Regions from separate parts of the Mus musculus genome. Here region 2 is linked to region 1. A link is a contact called in public Hi-C data. All regions are on one chromosome and are shown on one strand. The core of a region is the stretch at or near the end of the contact, and the rest is flanking DNA. Distances in the headings are between cores, read along the strand shown. Region 1 overlaps Stk39 (serine/threonine kinase 39). Region 2 overlaps Stk39 (serine/threonine kinase 39).

Region 1 (2,697 bases), core at 147-2,646:
AGCAGCGATGTTGTCGCTGTCCTAAATCATCCATTCATGTGCTGCTCCAGGGGTAAATCTGTGAAATGGGATAACGTGTATTTCTTTATCCACCATATTGAGTGGTAAGGATGAGAGAGAGCCCACAGCTGAGAAGACAGGTCCCAGCACCAGAAGCACAGCATGAAGAGAGGCGGGCGCATGCCATACAATGATAAAACCCCACGCTCTGAGGCTCCACACGTGTGTCTTCCAGCTGATGGGTGTGAAGGGCTGGCAGGGAGCAAGCATTTCTGCAGACTCTTACAAAGGAAGCCGATTTTACATGCAGTCCTGCAGAAAATGAGTCTTTCAGAAAATAATGAACAATATCTCTCAAAGTCCTCAGCCAACTTACAAGGACATATATGTATTTTCAAATAGGCCATATCTATTTATTAGTATTAAGTATTAAATTTTAAAAAACATTATTTTCATAAAACATTATTAAAATAAGCTTCATAACATCCTGGCTCAAAATGTGTCAGTAATATTGCATAAAATAATGCAGAAATATGTCTCCCCTTTTAGAAATAGACATTCTAACATCTGCTTTCAAAATCCACCTAAAGAGAGCCCAGGCAGGGTGGCAGAGAACCCTAGTGACAGCAGTCAGCAGGCTCACACATGAACCGGCCCACCCGCCTCCAGTCCTCAGCTCGGGCATCTGGCCCCTGGCCTCTGCACTGAGTCTTGCAGGCTGCCTGCCGGTGGTGGGCAGCTTTGAGGAGCACTGCATTCTCCTTACAAACCCCATTCCTTTATCCAACTGGTGAGATACCAAAAGCCATTAAAGAAAATGACAAAGACCTTGCACAAGTCCAGTGCAAAATTTAGAACTACTTTTATAATACAGAGAAAGCCACGTGGCTCTGCGTAGCCACCTCCTAGGGAGACTTCTTTTCCCATGGGTAACTAACTGATCCTCAGGGGTGAGAGGGGATTTTTCTGAGTTCTCCCTATCAGTTTTCTTGGTAATCCTCTTTAAAATAACTGTAACGAGGACTCCGCTCTTGTCTATTTACATTTTATAGCCAACCTAGGCAGACAAGATAAGCAAATTTATACATGCATATCATCTACTTTCTTTTTGCCTCACGAATTTACTTTTTTAAGCAACAGCCAGCCAGAAGGCAGTGCTGTCTTCTGCATGTCTATTTACACAAGGCCTGAGAGTGTTGCCTGCTTCTTGCCTAAGGTGGTGTTAACTTTAAACATAACAGGGGTGGGTTTATGATTTCCACCTACGAACAGTGCATAAATTTTGCCCTACCCTTGTTCTCCATGAAAGCAGCCTTTCTGGGCTGTACAGCGGCCTTCCTTCAATCCACACTGTGCCGTGTGAAGCTTTGCGCTCTCCAGGCAGCTTACCCCACAGCTAGGTAATCAGACTTTTGTAATGTGTGTTTGCTCTGCTGTAGTAAAAGCCATGGCACCCACTGCTCCATGCCACGGGGCACTGCCTTTTTCAGCTCTTTCATGCTACCGTAAGCATTTTGCCCAACTCAAAGGAGAAACGCTGATGGGAAAAAACAGATTTTTAATCTATTTAAATGTTAGCTCTGTTATATCACAGAAGCTGAAGAAAAGCGAATGAAAGGCTATTTTATTTTCTGCGCAGCCTCCCTCATATAAACTTAGTTCATTTTGTAAAGGCTACTTGAATTTTACTATCTTTAAAATAAGATTCTGAACATGCCACTATAATCTATTCACTATGATTCTTTTCTGATGAAAAGGTTCTGAGATAGCTGTAGCTCCCAGAGCAGAGCTACAGACACGCGTTTGTGGGGGAATTCACTTCAATCAAAGCACTTCAGCAGTGATCATGGATCAGCCCAGAGCACAGATAAAATCGACTGCCTTTAAGAAACTAATGTTTAAGCCGGGCGTGGTGGGCACACCTTCAATCCCAGCACTCGGGAGGCAGAGGCAGGCAGATTTCTGAGTTGGAGGCCAGCCTGCTCTACAAAGTGAGTTCCAGGACAGCCGGGGCTACACAGAGAAACCCTGTCTTGAAACAACCCCCCCCAAATAAATAAATAAATAAAAATAATAAATAATAATAATAAAATAAAATAAATAAAAAAAAGAAACTAATGTTTAGCTTGGTGTGGTCAAGCACACTTTTAATGCCAGTACTTGGGAGGCTGAGGCAGGTGGGTCACAAGCTTGGGGTCAGCCATAGTGAGATGTTACCTGATAACTATCTAGAAATAATAAGTGAAGGAGAGAGGGAAGGAGGGAGGGAGGGAGGGAGGGAGGGAGGGAGGGAGGGAGGGAGGGAGGGAGGAAGGGAGGATGGGAGGGAGGGAGGGAGGACTATGTTCAAGAAGAAATCCTACAAATAGTAACATAATTGAAAGGCATAAGATGCTATATATGAACAGACAAAGTAGAAAGTATGAAGCAATGAAGACAGAGCCGGGGAAGGGGAGTTAGGGAAGGCACTTTGGCAAAGCACCCGGAGACACAGGGCAAGCCTATGTGCACGTTCAGAAGGGCCATCCTGGAGGGCAGGCAAGTGTAGTTTGCTGGTGTTACAGGCTGGTGCGGCTGGCAGGTGTGTACGTGGTAGAGAGAAGAGCGGTGGGTTTGAAAAGTGATTGGGACATACATGGAAGGGGTGCACGCCACTGGTCCCTGGGTGGAAACACATTCCAGGGTTTGACTGAAGCA
Region 2 (2,697 bases), core at 101-2,600, 89 kb after region 1:
AGGATAGGGCCCACTGGAATCTTTCCTTGACTTACCACCGACAGTTTCAAGCTCCGAAATCTCGCTACAAAATAGCTAAGTACAGCTCTAGGAGAAAGTCAAAACAAACCAAAGCTGTATCGCTGACTGCAATGCCAAATACTGACGAGTACCCGTGAGATAGATAGCACATACTGTGTCTGCCTGCCTGTGGAAATGAGGTAGTACTTAAAAGTGTGCGCGCCTGTCTGTGTAAACAACGTCTGCCTGTCTGCTTGTCTGTGTAAGCAATGGATGTCTACCTGCCTGACTATGTAAGTAGAGGTGTATCTATCTGCCTGTCTGTGTAAACAAGGCACCCTGTGCCTGTCTATCTGTTTATGTAAGTAATATCTGTCTTCCTGTCTGTGTAAGCAATGTGTGTCTGTCTGCCTGTCTGTGTAAGTAATAAGGTATCATACTGTGTCTATCTGCCTGTCTGTGCAAGTAATGTGTATCTGGCTTGCTGTCTATGTAAGTAGTGTGTGTGTGTGTGTGTGTGTGTGTGTGTGTGTAAAGCATTACTTGACTAGAACCCCAGACTAAGATGTAGAGTTAAATAAAACGTCTTACATTTTAAGAATTGGTAAGGCACACTACTCATTAACAATTATAGGTCATTTTTTTAATGAAACAATTTCATTCCTTGGAATATATCCTAACAAATAGATAACATTTTAGCAGTAGTGCACACCCAGTGATGTTCACCCCTCTGTAATTAAAAGAACTAATTAATTAATCATTCTTGCAGCAGAATGTCATGTAGCCATCAAAAAGATGATAGACATCACCTGACACATAAAGATATGCACCGACATCTGAAAATATGATAGTGTCTGATAGACCCCAGCTTCGCTCTTTGACTCCTTGGGGGTGCAGACAGAGGGAGGAATACCTCCAGTCCGAGGGTGTAGCAGAATAGGTGAGACTCAAAGGTCAACAGAGCTGGAGAACTGCAGCTGACTGGTTGAAAGACACAGAGTTGAGGATTCTGGTCGTTAAGCCTACAAATCAGTGAGAGGCAACAGTTGGCTATGTCCACAAGGGGCTCACAGTGAAGGCTCCCTCGTGAGCAGGTGGCAGTGCCAGGACCAGCTCTGAAGAGCTTGACCTTCAAGCCCATTTAGGTGGCCCAGGCTTTCTCTCCCTTAGCTCCTCAGAGCCTTTCCCCTGGCCACTGCTTAGCTCCCCAGAGCCTTTCCCCTGGCCGCTGCTTAGCTCCCCAGAGCCTTTCCCCTGGCCGCTGCTTGAGGCTTTGTGAGAGGTCTGCACTTTCCCCCAACCCTGCATGCCCTTCGGGCCTGGCCAGTTCCCTCACATAGGCCAACAAGCTGGCTGAGGAGCCAAGCAGCTCCATGCAGCCTTTCAAGTGTGAGCGCTCCCTCCGCATGCCTCAGCCCAGTGGCTGCCTAGCAGGCTGCACAGGGCTCCTTCCCTTTGTGTTTGAGTCTGGGAAAGTAAATAGAACTTCTCAGATGCTTCTAAATCAGCATTTGAATGTGTCAGCAGTAATTAAAGAGCAAGCTTCAAAAAAAAAATCTGTTATCAAAGCAACCTTAACTAGATTCCTTCAATTTTAATTTGTTTTCAAAATGACTGAGTTTTAAAGATCTTTTCTAAAAATACAAAATAATTCTGCCTTTCAAAAAGTTAGTCCGGAATCTCTAATAAACCAATCACATTTGATTAGCTCCAAACAAGGACAGCCCCCATCCTTGCCCCCTTTTCTCTGTTTCTAAACTTGTTCTGCACCTCAGCTCCCCTACCATGGTCTCTGAGACTCAGGGAACAGGACCGGAAAGGGGGTAGGAAGGCACAAGGTAGGCTTCTCTCCGCAGCACTCCTTCCTGCCCCCACAATGCCCCACACTTCCTGACTATCAGTGACTTTGAGCTTCCCACCTCCAAAATGCCAAACTCATTTTCAAGATTTTCAAGATTGAGATGAGGAAAGTTTAACACGATTTCCCCTCAGTGGAGGAGAGGAGAAGATTTTAGGAACACACGATTAGGGAGAATTAACTTAGCCAGGTATTGGAGCACCTTAGTAAGTGAACTGAACGGTGGCAGGGGAGCACATGCTCCCTGCTGGCTAGAGGACATGCTGGGCGGGACTAAATGTCAACCCCCTGCACCAGCCACCTTGTTGAGTGGCTCAACCATCGACTTTAGGCTAAGGACTCCCAGAAAGCCCAGTAGTGAAAGATTTTAAACCTTGAATCAGCTGCATCCAAATCTTAGCTGTGGACCAGGGGAATCCCAGAGAGCGGAGAGCAACCTCAGAGATCCCCCTGGAGCAAAGGTTTAGCTGTCTCCTCCTGCTCTCGGGATTATGCCAGAGGCCACTGCACCACCATCTTACTCCCCGAAGTTTCCTTAAAAAATACCTGCAGGGACAGTGCTGAGCACAGTCTACACAGGAACTAACAGATCACTCACTGCTCCTAAGCCCACGGGACTCAGAGGCTGCACCGCGGCAAAGTCGAAGGGCGGGAACTCAGCTTGACACAGAGTATGACAGAACCGGGGTCTCGGGGTCACAGGGCCATGGAGCTGCAGTCACAGGGCCAGGGTGGTACAGACTAAGACCATGGAGCAGCTGGGGCTTCGGGAGACATGAGAAAGCCTCACCCAGCCACCCTGGAGCTACAGCAATAGTGAGTGGCTTTTGTCTTCGTTA

What was found. Hi-C and Micro-C count contacts between places; a contact is called where the count stands out from the background.
Region 2: a contact with region 1 is called in a Hi-C map of cerebral cortex, with 4 times the contacts expected there. The contact joins two enhancer-like sites. A contact is called at or near these places in 3 of 15 datasets of contacts at CTCF or cohesin (embryonic stem cells and stem cell-derived epiblast-like cells), 40 of 484 Hi-C or Micro-C datasets (CD4 T cells, the N1E-115 cell line, Th1 cells and 10 more), 7 of 115 datasets of contacts at active chromatin or transcription factors (acute myeloid leukemia, embryonic stem cells and epiblast stem cells) and 3 of 9 other capture datasets (adipose tissue, embryonic stem cells and pancreatic islet).

What each region holds. Positions count from the first base shown.
Region 1 is chr2:68,256,470-68,259,166 of GRCm38.p6, forward strand. All of the region lies in intron 16 of Stk39 (serine/threonine kinase 39), which reads right to left. Among named protein-coding and RNA genes, the nearest start is that of Stk39, 210 kb to the right of the region's middle. Within about 2 kb of position 1,397, at least 18 of the 459 cell types and tissues checked have an H3K27ac peak or open chromatin away from gene starts, as enhancers often do. A contact at or near this core is called in cerebral cortex and cortical neurons, where this site is marked.
Region 2 is chr2:68,345,716-68,348,412 of GRCm38.p6, forward strand. The region is part of intron 10 of Stk39 (serine/threonine kinase 39); the gene reads right to left. Among named protein-coding and RNA genes, the nearest start is that of Stk39, 120 kb to the right of the region's middle. Within about 2 kb of position 1,351, at least 47 of the 459 cell types and tissues checked have an H3K27ac peak or open chromatin away from gene starts, as enhancers often do. A contact at or near this core is called in cerebral cortex and cortical neurons, where this site is marked.